Linked DNA regions of Pan troglodytes: region 2 is linked to region 1. A link is a contact called in public HiChIP or PLAC-seq data. All regions are on one chromosome and are shown on one strand. The core of a region is the stretch at or near the end of the contact, and the rest is flanking DNA. Distances in the headings are between cores, read along the strand shown.

Evidence for each region. HiChIP or PLAC-seq counts read pairs in DNA pulled down with a chosen protein or histone mark.
Region 2: an H3K4me3 HiChIP or PLAC-seq map of stem cell-derived excitatory neurons shows a contact between it and region 1, with 10 times the contacts expected there. The contact joins the promoter of MXD1 here to the promoter of ASPRV1 in region 1. A contact is called at or near these places in 3 of 7 Hi-C or Micro-C datasets (blood, induced pluripotent stem cells and stem cell-derived neural progenitor cells), 1 of 1 datasets of contacts at active chromatin or transcription factors (stem cell-derived excitatory neurons) and 1 of 1 other capture datasets (stem cell-derived neural stem cells).

Annotation. Positions count from the first base shown.
Region 1 is chr12:52,642,729-52,649,070 of NHGRI_mPanTro3-v2.0_pri, reverse strand. ASPRV1 (aspartic peptidase retroviral like 1) reads right to left here and starts at 3,817. Exons shown (of 11, transcript XM_063789755.1): 1 at 3,729-3,817; 2 at 1,995-2,072; 3 at 1-133. It overlaps PCBP1 (poly(rC) binding protein 1), which reads left to right and starts at 3,858. Exons shown (of 1, transcript XM_515530.7): 1 at 3,858-5,612. The coding sequence starts at 4,192. The coding sequence ends at 5,262.
Region 2 is chr12:52,823,110-52,829,451 of NHGRI_mPanTro3-v2.0_pri, reverse strand. MXD1 (MAX dimerization protein 1) reads left to right here and starts at 2,700. Exons shown (of 6, transcript XM_525776.8): 1 at 2,700-3,216; 2 at 3,934-4,033. The coding sequence starts at 3,144. LOC112208286 (small nucleolar RNA U13) reads left to right here and starts at 524; the gene lies at 524-628.

The DNA of each region.
Region 1 (6,342 bases), core at 2,568-5,067:
AGACGAGTCATGTGTGAGGCTCCAGGCAGGGGTGGGGCAGTGACTACTCAGTCAGTTGCTCCATGTCTCAGTGGTTTCATCTATAAAATGGGTGGTGTGGAATTCACTCAGGTATCCACAAGATAATGCAGGTCTGAGGAAGGGAGTGGAGATTTTACCAAAAGTGCAGAAAACATTTACATAAACCTCCCGCCCCCCCAAAGAAAAATAACCAAAGTCATCAAATATCATCAGTCCCTGGACATAAGTAGAAGGACCCTTAGAGATCATTTAATCTCTTGCTTTATAAAAGGGAGAACTGAAACCCTGACAGATGAGTTGTAGAAGTCTCAGAGCTAGACAGGGGCAGAGCTAGGACTAGGGCCCAGAGCCTCAGATTCCAAGGTCCAATGACCTCTTTGCCAGACCACAGCATCACCCAAGGTGTCTGTATGACATGTTACCAACCCCAAGGCACATTACAATTTAACCAACGTCCAAACGTGGGCTACCGAAGGGAGAAACTGTTAAGACTCTGGGGGAAGGAGGGAGGCTAAGAGCTGGGGAAGCTGGGAAAGGGAAGGCTTCACTGAGGAGGTGCACTAAGTCCCAGGAGTACATAACAGGAAATTATGGAAATATTTCAGTAGGTAGTCTTGGAAAGAAAGATCTGACAGATAAAATTTTCTCTAGAGAAGAGAAATAAGTTAGATTTACAAGACCAGAAGAAGGCTTTGTTTGAACATTCCTTGATTATATGCAATTTAGTCCTTTTGTTGTCACCTGAGTTTCTAACACTTGGTACTATTTTTAATTCCCTCATCTATTCTGTCTCCCTATGAGACAGGACTCTCTGCAGAGACCACATCCAGTTTAGTGGTTAAGAATGGAGTCTCTGGACTCAGATTGCCTAAATTCAAATCCTTGCTTTACCACTTAATAGCTGTGTAACCTTGGATAAATTCCTTCACTTATCTGTACCTCTGTAAAACTGACCTAATATCACCACCCATTTCAGGAGGTTTTGTGAGGATTAAATGTGTATAAGCGGTCACAACTTATTAATGGGTTTTTAATCACTTTATAATGTGTCCTTTTTATATATAAAGAATAGAAATTACCCAAGTATATATACTGCATGTAGTAACAAATATTGTTTTGCAAAAATTTTGTTATATATGTGTGCATAAATGTCTTAAGTCATAATGTAAAATTTGTTTCTTACAGTGGTTTTTTTAAAAATGTGAGACACTGAATACATAAAATAAGGCTTAGAACAATGCCCAGCACACAGTAAGCACCTAGTGCTGTAACTGTCATCGTTGCTGTTATGTACCTATTAAATGTTTGTAGAGTTATATAAACTAACATGAAACCACTTTGGAAAATATATCTGATAGTAACGTAAGTTAAAGGCAAAAAGCCCTTCTCTTTGTCTCTCATATCCACGCACAATCAGAGCCCTGCTCAGGCACCAGTTTGTTGCTTGGCCCACTAGCTACGTGTTGCATTGAACTGAAGAGTCCACAGAGTGACCTAACACTCTGTCATGCTCTGTCAATCTCTGCAGAGAAATGGAGGCTTGGTGCCAGAGTGAATTTATTTTTACCTGGTTGGGTTGCTGGGGTGGGGGAGGCAAGAGTCAAGCCCATGGGGAGCTGACGGAAGCAAGTCAGTCATACAAAAAACCATTTGCTCCCCCAGAGGGAGGTAGGCTCAAATGTGCCACAGACAGGGCCAGACCGACAGACACCTGAGCCTCTGGGCAGGGTGAATCACTTCCCCCTCCCTATCCTCACCAGACACTGCATAAGACAGCATTTCAGCCCGCCCGCCCGTTACAGGTGTAGCTCTTATCAGGAAAAGCTGGGAGCTGCCTGATACAAAAAGGGGCTGACTGCACAACAAAAGATTACCTGAAGGGCTCATTTAAATGACAAGCTCACCTAAACGTTTTAAATAATATTTAAATTCCAAAACCCTGATTTACAGAAAAATCTGGAAAATGTGCTCACCAGTAAGGAAATCTGGAGGTCCATCCCCGACATTGTGTGACCTTGAATTAAGCACTTCATCTTTATGTTTGTCTTCCTCTGTTTAAAAGAGAGAGAGAGAGAGAGAGATAAGAACACCTACCTCAGAGGACCATGGTAAAAATTAAAGATAGAATACGGCGAACTGCCTTGCATCGGATGTGCTGGCACTGGCCAATGCACAATAAACGCCTGTCCCTTCTAGACTAAAAATGAACACTTATTTGTGGTAAACTATTAATAAGATTCACCGGCCAACTGTCCTATGAAAAAGTCAGAGGCATTGTAGTCTCTTCGTAGCTCTCGTTCTCTCCAGCACAACAGCCCATGCTAGGAAGTCTAGAAAAGCAGTAATTTATCTCATTCCTTAAATTAAACAGAGGTTTCTAAATGCTTTGGTACTGTGGGGACCCAAATTATCCCTTGATACTGCCCCCTATTATCCACTATTAAGCTTTAAAAAGGCGAGAAATTAAATATTGTGCCCACATTTTACAGCCATTCGCGTTCGCGTTTCAAATTAAAGGGAGGAAAACGCGTTAAAATTAGGCCTCCGACCTTCAGACCAGCCTGTGGGGTTTTTTAAGTCATAAAACTCGCGGAGGTGGAAGGCCCCGGGGAAGAAGGGGGGTGCATTCTAGAGCTTTCGGGCCGACCCCAATTTCTCGTTGGCGACGAATGCTAACCACGTGTCGCCATTTTGTGTTCAGGAAACATGGCGGCAGCCCCCAGGGTAAGGAACAGGGCAGGCGGAGTAGCGCCACGTTAGCCGCTTTCCCTGAGAGACTGTGAAGCACGTTGCGCACGGGGCCCTTTCTGGTCTGGCTTAGCCCAAGGAGGAAGGGGAAAGGGCAGAAATCACAACTCGTAGGCCAGCGTCTTGAGCGACACTTCCTCAGCGGGAGGAACCGGCAGAAAAGGCCTTCCAAGATGGCGGGCCCTGATGGGGCCGCCCCCCTTGAGCCTGGCGCGGTGGCTGCGCCCATGGGCCCGAAAAGCAGCCGCGGGAGCCCAGGCCGCGCGGGGAAAGCCGCAGAAACGTCCTGAAGCCCTGGCCGGCAGCCCCTTAACAAACGAGGCCTCCACAGGTGTACACTATTGTTTCTAATGTCGGAAAAGGGTGCCGCGGTGGAAACGACACAAGGGCAGGAGGTGGGGTTTCTGTGGCTTTAACCGAAAGAAACTTGCGAAACGCAAACAAAGCATTATGTAAATGGACGCCATTCTTTTTAGGACCACGTTTCTAGCACGCCCCACAAACAGCAGAGCCGCGATTCGGCAGGCGGCCGTGAGTGGGTTTCGGTCTTTCTGCCCACCGGCCGCCGCCGGGGAGCAGGAGCTGGGGTGGGGGATCCATGCAGGGCGCCCGGACGCCGGGGACGAAAGGGCCCCACGTGCCCGCCCGCGCGCACCCGCTCCGCAGGCCTCGCCTCGCCGCCCCTCCCCCCCGGAAGACGGCTGCTGCCCCTCCCATTCCCCCCACACCCTCGCGCACGCGCCCTGGTCACCTCACGCGCACGTTTTAAACCCGCGGCGTCCCGGCTTGTGCCTGCAGTTTCCGCCGGGGCTGCCCATGTCGTTCCGCGCACAAGCCCCTCATGTAGGGCAGGAAAATAATGTCTATCCTGCATACACAGCACTAGTATTTTCAGTCACCCGCCAGTGCCGTTAGAGTTAATAAAATACGTAATCATTTTAAAACTTTGCCGGACTCACAGCTTCCGCCCATCGTGCGCTTCATTTTCACTACTGCAGTGTCAGAAGGTTTTTTTTTTAAGGACCATGTAAGGGTTGGCGCAATCTTGTGACCTAAAAGAGACGGGTCCTCATTTTTTTTCAAGGGGTCCTGCGCAGCAAGCACTTCCGGGGTCAGAGGGTACGCGGGGTTGAAAGCGGGCTTCCCGCCCCGCCCAGACCGCCGAGGCTGCCGCCGGAGTCGCCACCGCCGCGCCCTCGCCCACCCGCCCGCCCGCCGCTCCTGGCCCCGCTCGCCCCCTCCGCCGCCGCCGCCCGCCCCTGCGACTACGCTGCGGCCTCCCGCCCGCTCCCGCTCGCTCCCGCGGCCCTCGCTCGCCTCGCGCCGGCAGTTTTGGGCCTACACCTCCCCTCCCCCCGCCAGCCGCCAAAGACTTGACCACGTAACGAGCCCAACTCCCCCGAACGCCGCCCGCCGCTCGCCATGGATGCCGGTGTGACTGAAAGTGGACTAAATGTGACTCTCACCATTCGGCTTCTTATGCACGGAAAGGAAGTAGGAAGCATCATTGGGAAGAAAGGGGAGTCGGTTAAGAGGATCCGCGAGGAGAGTGGCGCGCGGATCAACATCTCGGAGGGGAATTGTCCGGAGAGAATCATCACTCTGACCGGCCCCACCAATGCCATCTTTAAGGCTTTCGCTATGATCATCGACAAGCTGGAGGAAGATATCAACAGCTCCATGACCAACAGTACCGCGGCCAGCAGGCCCCCGGTCACCCTGAGGCTGGTGGTGCCGGCCACCCAGTGCGGCTCCCTGATTGGGAAAGGCGGGTGTAAGATCAAAGAGATCCGCGAGAGTACGGGGGCGCAGGTCCAGGTGGCGGGGGATATGCTGCCCAACTCCACCGAGCGGGCCATCACCATCGCTGGCGTGCCGCAGTCTGTCACCGAGTGTGTCAAGCAGATTTGCCTGGTCATGCTGGAGACGCTCTCCCAGTCTCCGCAAGGGAGAGTCATGACCATTCCGTACCAGCCCATGCCGGCCAGCTCCCCAGTCATCTGCGCGGGCGGCCAAGATCGGTGCAGCGACGCTGCGGGCTACCCCCATGCCACCCATGACCTGGAGGGACCACCTCTAGATGCCTACTCGATTCAAGGACAACACACCATTTCTCCGCTCGATCTGGCCAAGCTGAACCAGGTGGCAAGACAACAGTCTCACTTTGCCATGATGCACGGCGGGACCGGATTCGCCGGAATTGACTCCAGCTCTCCAGAGGTGAAAGGCTATTGGGCAAGTTTGGATGCATCTACTCAAACCACCCATGAACTCACCATTCCAAATAACTTAATTGGCTGCATAATCGGGCGCCAAGGCGCCAACATTAATGAGATCCGCCAGATGTCCGGGGCCCAGATCAAAATTGCCAACCCAGTGGAAGGCTCCTCTGGTAGGCAGGTTACTATCACTGGCTCTGCTGCCAGTATTAGTCTGGCCCAGTATCTAATCAATGCCAGGCTTTCCTCTGAGAAGGGCATGGGGTGCAGCTAGAACAGTGTAGGTTCCCTCAATAACCCCTTTCTGCTGTTTTCCCATGATCCAACTGTGTAATTTCTGGTCAGTGATTCCAGGTTTTAAATAATTTGTAAGTGTTCAGTTTCTACACAACTTTATCATCCGCTAAGAATTTAAAAATCACATTCTCTGTTCAGCTGTTAATGCTGGGATCCATATTTAGTTTTATAAGCTTTTCCCTGTTTTTAGTTTTGTTTTGGGTTTTTTGGCTCATGAATTTTATTTCTGTTTGTCGATAAGAAATGTAAGAGTGGAATGTTAATAAATTTCAGTTTAGTTCTGTAATGTCAAGAATTTAAGAATTAAAAAACGGATTGGTTAAAAAATGCTTCATATTTGAAAAAGCTGGGAATTGCTGTCTTAAACTCTTTGTTGGTGCTTTTTTTTCCCTCCCCTTTTAGCCTGAGGTGTTTGGAGGGAGGAGGGAGAAGGGTGGGCCCGTCCTTGGTATTCTCTCAAGCTCTTCTCACCTTATCGGTAAGATTCCATTCCCTCTGTGCCCCAACAAAGGAACATGGCAGGCTGGGCCTGCTTTGGGATGTTTCCAGAGACAGGGGGGTTCAAGTTCCAGAGAGAGGCCTCTGCCCATTTCTCTGGTAGAAACAAGGTTTTCTCGAGGGGAAAAGGTGTGCCCACTCAGTAGGACCTCTAAATGGCAGAGCGTCCTCTCCATCTAACCAGTTCCCCCCACCCCCACCTCACAGGATAAACTTAGCCAGGAACAAAAAAATATTCTGGGGTGGGAGGAGCCTGGGGAAGGGGTGTGGGGGAGGGAAAGGAAAGGAAGGGAGGGCAGTGGGCCGGGGAGGATTGGGGGCTTGGAGGAGGGCAACAGCTGCCGGGTGGTGGTGGGACTAGCGGGGTCTTGGTTGGGCAGCAGGGGTGGGAAGGGGGGAGGGGACGGTACCAACGAGACGCACGTGTCAAGCATGCACCTGTGGCAAGCAGCCTGTCAGAGGATGTTATTACACCTGCCAAGTGGTGTATCCAGAAACAAAAGAGGCCCAGTTTCCAATTCTTCAGCTGTGTGCAATGTTTAGAGAATCCCTATACCAG
Region 2 (6,342 bases), core at 1,451-3,950, 180 kb before region 1:
GGCACCAAACACCCTTTGAAGGTCTTCATTATACTAATTCCTAGTTGGTGTTGCTGGCTAATTGATAATTTCATCCACCACCAAGGAACGAACATGGTGTATTCTTCAGCTGATTCTCTAATTTTTATATAATGTAGTATTTTTGTTTGGAGTCTAAGCTAGACTTGTTGGCATTTAAATTATTTGCTGTTTCTGGCTCAGATTTCAACCTTTTTTCCCCCTAAGACAAAAATAAGTGTGACTTTCCGGTCAGGGTGATTGTAGAGGAAGGGTCATGATACTGAAATAGGACTTGGTTAAAATAAAGAGTTGAGAGTAAGAGACTAAAGACATATGCCAAATGTTTGTAATAAAATTAAAGAGAAAATATAAATATATACAAAATCCAAAATGTCAGGATAATGAAATCAAAGCATTTTTAGTATTATCACTTTGGGTATTTTAGTAGAATTGCACTCGTTTATGATTTTGAAGTTTGTTTTACAAATAACATCCAATTTAAAAATACTCTTTAAAAACTTAGATCCTTTTGTAGTTCATAAACATAGTAATTAGGTGTTCCCATTGCATGTATGAGATGTGCCTCCCAAAGAGCTTGTTACAGCGTTAGTACATTACCTGTCTGATATGGAAAAAAAAAACTGTTATATTTCTACCTTCATTTCCAACTTTGTATTGTGCTTTGAAAACCTTTACCTTCAGTATGTGTATTTCATTAGCATTTTCATAAAGAATCAGTTTTTAGATCCAGTTAACCACTGAAACCAGAATATGCCTATATGTCAGGCATGATTTACTACATGTTTATTCTATTTATTGAGTTGATTTAATTTTAGTGGGTTTGTGGACATTAAAAAATACATGTTTAATATTTCCCACCATAATTACATTTACACCTTTGTCTTTCTTTTTCTTCAGTACTTGAGTTGTCAGTGTTTTGTGACTCAGTCTGGAAATCTGTTTAAACTACCTTGTCTTTATACAACTACCAACAGGAGGATTGGTAATTTGGGCTCTGGGTGAGACATACATAGGTTCAGTTTCCATGTCTGCAGCTGAATGCATGACAGGGAAAATCATTTAGCCTCCCTGGGCCTCAGTTTCTTCACGTGCAAAATGTAATTAACACAACCTACCTCATGGGGTTATATTGAAGATTAGAGATAATGTAGGTAGGATACCTACACATAGTAAGCTATTATATATTGGCAACAATAATAAACTTTTAAAAAAAGAAATATGTTCATGCTTTACTCATTTGTATTTTGGGGACTCAACCTACCAAGAACTTTATTTCTACTTTTAAAATTGGAGATGTCTGTCAGTACATTGGCAGTGTAGCTTGGTTTGCCAGATAGCTTTCATTTCAAAAATTTTAATAGGTTTAGGGACCGATCTTTAACCTTTTTAGTTCTGTATACGTAACATTCTATTAAGCATTTCTATTGGTACCACCCCATGCGGAAACACACCATTTGCAGACGTCTTAAAGAGTATTCTTGGCCGGGTGCGGTGGCTCACGCCTGTAATCCCAGCACTTTGGGAGGCTGAGGTGGGTGGATCACCTGAGGTCAAGAGTTCAAGACCAGCCTGGCCAACATGGTGAAACCCCGTCTCTACTAAAAATACAAAAATTAGCCAGGCGTGGTGGTGGGCACCTGTAATCCCAGCTACTCAGAAGGTTGAGGCAGGAGAATCGCTTGAACCCGGGAGAAGGAGGTTGCAGTGAGCCGAGATCGCGCCATTGCACTCCAGCCTGGGCGACAAGAGCAAAACTCCCTTTCAAAACAAACAAAAACAATAATCTTGTGAGTGTTTTCATCTAGAATTAAAAGGGAGGGGAAAACCCCAAAAGAGATTTAAGCAAAGAATCTTAGGGTTTAATGCCATTCTGTAGGTTCAGGAAATCTCTGAGCTTTAAAAAGCCGCTCGCGTGAAAGTAATTAATTATTCCATCACTTCCCGGGGGTGGAGGGGGGTGCGGAAAAGGCGCATGAGCTCAATGCTGTATACTGCAGCCCGATTCCAGCTCTTTCTTGAGGGCAGAAAAAACGCCGGGCGTCGAGCATTTAGCAACGGCCGGCTTTTCTTCTCAAGCCCCGCAGCAGCCACGTGGCGCCTGCCCTAGCTCCCGGCTCACCGGCCACTAGCCTGCACCGCTCTTCGGGAGGATTCGAGGCTGGGCCCTCGCCAGCCCGAGTTCCGCGAAGCCCAGAACCTCCAGGGCCGCGGCCACCAGACCGAGGGCTCCGGCCCCGAACCCAAGCGGGGCAGAGCGCCCAGGCGACACGAGGTGCCAGCCTTCCATTCGATGGACGCCTGGCAGGTCCCCGGAAGTTTTCCCCGGGGACAGGTCTTGGCAACAGGTCCGAGGCAAGGCCGGGTGGAGCACAGCTCCGCAGCGGCTGGTGAATCAGCGCCGCCCAGCGCCGGACCGGCCCTCCCAGCCAATGCCAGACCCGGTGAGGAGCAGCCAGGCTGCTGACCATCAGCCACTTAGGGCTCGCCTGGCCTGGAGAAAGGTGACATCATCGTAGCTGGGAGGTTTCCGAAGGCTTCACCAATGGGAGACCGGCGAGGTGCTTGCCTTCTGCAGCTCTTGGCCAATACTAACAAAGCAAAAGGGGGCCCGGGTTGTTGGTATAGAACCAATGGGAAACAAGGAAGGAGCACGAGGCGGAGTTGCGAATCCTGTCACCAGTTGGAAAGAGGGGGTGGAGCCCGGGCCTTGTCAAGTGTGACCAACCAGCGAGAGGAGCGGACTTTGCGGGGTGGAGCCCTGAAGCCCTCTCCCAATCGCACAAGTGTAGGGGCGGGGCATTCTTTGGGGGGCCCAATGAGGAACGCGGCCGAAGCTGGCCTGTCAAGAGAAGGGGCTGGGGGCGGGGAGATGGTGAGTCGGGGATAAACACTCCGCGGCGGTGGCGGCTGCTGCTCTGCTCCGGGTTCTGTCACTGTGTCGGCGGTGCCCAGCTCACTGGCCCCCTCCCTCTCTTGTCGAGCGTGGTTGCCAGAGAGGCTCCCTCAGCCCTGCTACGCGGGGTCCACAGCGGGCTCCACAGCGGGCTCCACAGCGGTCCGGCGGCGGCAGCGAGCCCGTGGGCAGTGGGGGTTGGTCCCGTGGCTCCGGCCCCCGGTGCAGAATGGCGGCGGCGGTTCGGATGAACATCCAGATGCTGCTGGAGGCGGCCGACTATCTGGAGCGGCGGGAGAGAGGTGCACGGGGACGGGGAGGGGTCCACTCGAAACGAGGCCGGGGGTCCTGTGGGGCCGGCCTCAGGTCCGGGCGCCCAGCCGCTCCGGGGGTGGTTGGAGGCGGGGAGACCGCGAGCGCTCCCAACCCCTCCGGCTCTCCCCACGCGCGGTCCGAAGGGAAGCCGCCGCTGCCCCAAAGCAATGAATGGGGTGGAGAAGGGGCTGCCGCCCGCCGGGGTCCCGAACGCCGCCCCTTCCCCAGCCCTTCACGAGTGGGTGGCCGGGGCCCCCTCCGATAGCCTCCCTGGTTTACCTCACCCGGGCTGGTCCCGGCCGGCCCCCGGGTGGGCCCGGCGCCCCAGTCTCCTGGGCAGAGGAGCAGCGCCTCCCGGTCCCCGGCTCACGGTACTTGCCCCGCACCTTCGCCTGAGCTGGTTCCACTTAACCCGCACCAACCTGCTGGATGTAGCCAATGGGAAACCCAGGCTGCGTGAGCCTAGCCACTACTGTGTCTTTCTCAACAATGAGCAGCTGGAATCCTCCTTACACCTGCTCCGAACTGACGATATTCACACAATTTTTTTAAAAATCATTGTTCTCAGAATTCCACCTTACTCCATTTAATTATTTCCACAATATTCTTTTAAAGATAAATAAAGGAAAAAGGAAATACTATAGAGAGGAGAGAGTATTAAATATTCTGGGCCCATTCATTAACTGGATCCTCCTGTTTTCTAGAAGCTGAACATGGTTATGCCTCCATGTTACCATACAATAACAAGGACAGAGATGCCTTAAAACGGAGGAACAAATCCAAAAAGAATAACAGCAGTAGCAGGTAATTTGGTAAATACTTCTTTCTGTCTTTTAGATTATATTGTAGGTGACACAAACTGCTGAATGTAAGTTGCCTGTTGTGATTATAACCCTATAAAATTACATTGTGGCCGTCATGATTCAGTAATGTACACATGGACTTAAGTCATTGCAGGAAGCTGTTTCTGTTTGGGTTGAGGGAACTGAAAAGAAAAATAGAAATGTTTTACATTTCTTTATGAACTTTATTCAAAATTTAATTTCACTTTTCTTCCCTTTTGGAACAAAAAAAATCTGTGGAAGCTTCAAGTGAGATTAGCAACGGTGACAGTATTTTCCCTTCAGAAGTTGCAGATTCAGGGCAAGTTTTCTATAAGTCAAAATGCTGGACATTATCCATTTCTTTTACTTTTCATAGTAATGATTTTATAAACACATTAAAGTACCTGACTTGGCATAAGTGATAGGATCTCATACTTGACATGTAAATTAAATACAGTGGTTTGTTTGATACTCTAATTTGTCATCTCTATTTGTAATGGCAAAGAGGAATGATTGAGGTTAAAACCTACCTCTTTAGTGATAGAGGAATATATAATACCAAAATATTAATATGCTACAACTTTTCCATGTTAGCCTTATCGATTATCTTATACCGTAGTTCTTAAAAGCTGTGAATCTCACTGGAGATTTGGTTCATGGTCAGTTAAATCACATATTAAAGTCCTATGCATAGTTTCTGGTACATGCAAATAGTCCATCAATGTTGCTGCCCGTTTCCCCCCTTCTTTGCCCTTAAAATATAGTTGGCTAGGAAATTTGTTCTATTAGATCCCTTCAACTATACCTTTCCTGCCAGTAAATTAAAAGCATTGACCTTTTCGTCACTAGTTTAGAATCCTTATCCCTCCCTCACCCTCATGAATAACTCCTTGCAAGTATCTATTTGGATATCCTCTGTGGCTTAATACAGACCAGGAATTTCCCACTTAAACCTAAAAATCACTTGTTCTTGCTGCGTCTTCTGTACTTGGTTTACCTCTTTAGTATCGTTAGTGGAACCACAGGATGTGAGCAGCATTACTTGTGCCATGCCCTTGAATAAAAATGGCACTTGAAGGATCAACCTGGTAATTACCTGGTAGGTTTTGCTTGTCCTCCCACCTTAGCATTACCTGAAGGTGGTAGTCAGTAGTTTTGTGCATGGGTATGAAGGCACTTTAAGAAAGATGTTAATACTGACTTGTAATATGCAATGGTATAAAAACAATTAAGCTGTGTTGCATTTTGTTACAATATTTTTTAAATTTTGTTTAGAAGAATTTTGAGGCCTTTCAGTTAATTTTTCTGGAAAAGCATCATCCATTTTTGCTTTTATTATTGTCCACTAATGATTTGAGAGGAATTGTCCAAGTTACTTATTGAGGCTTAATACCTTAACACTTTATTTTTTTCCTTAGTTTCACAGGAAGGTTGTAGGGGATGTTCACTAGTGGGGATAAGAAAATGAGATGTTGAAGTGGCTTGGTCCCAAAAGGTGATTAGGAAAGAAAAATAATAGTAGTTAAGAATCTTAAGCCAAGAAATGGATTCTTTCTAGTATCTTCTCTTTAATAATCAGTACTATGCCAAAAAAAAAAAAAAAAAAAAAAAAAAGGCTACAAATCCTTCTGTTAATGGGTTGGTTTGCTTTCCATGGTTAGAGACGGGATTATCACAGTTGTCCATACAACTGACTGATAGTGAGTTAGTGTAATATATTCAATGGTGTAAGGATTTCTGAGAGACCATGATTAAACCTAGAGGTAGCACCAGCCAAACGTGTGAGGCAAGAGCAGGCAGTTTTCTTTCAGTGTGATCATTTCCTTCATGACTCATTTGGAATAGCTCCTTTTCTGAGGAACAAGCAATCATAACGGAGAAAGCAGCTTGACCCCATGGTTTGAATCGGCTTTATATCCTCAGCCATGTATGGTCAGAATTTTGAACTGAGGTAAAGGATAGGGAGAGATTACTGCTGGTTTACATAACCCTTGGATAACAGTTTATTCTTGTTCATACAGGTTGAAATGCTGTGCTTTTTGCTTGTAGAGTCTAGGGAAGTACTTTTCCTTGGACAATAAAAGATAAGATTTTGCCACATAGGAAACTTCTTGGGAACTGAAAATGCAGATCTTATTCACGTTTCTCTAGTTGCTTATTAAAACAACAAAAATGAAAATGAAATTGTGAATATCAATTGTTTTTGAAATTATCCATAGAACTGCTGGAATATGGGAAGATGGAAGTTTCTTTCCTACTGATTTTTGAAGTCAATTACTAATTATTTAG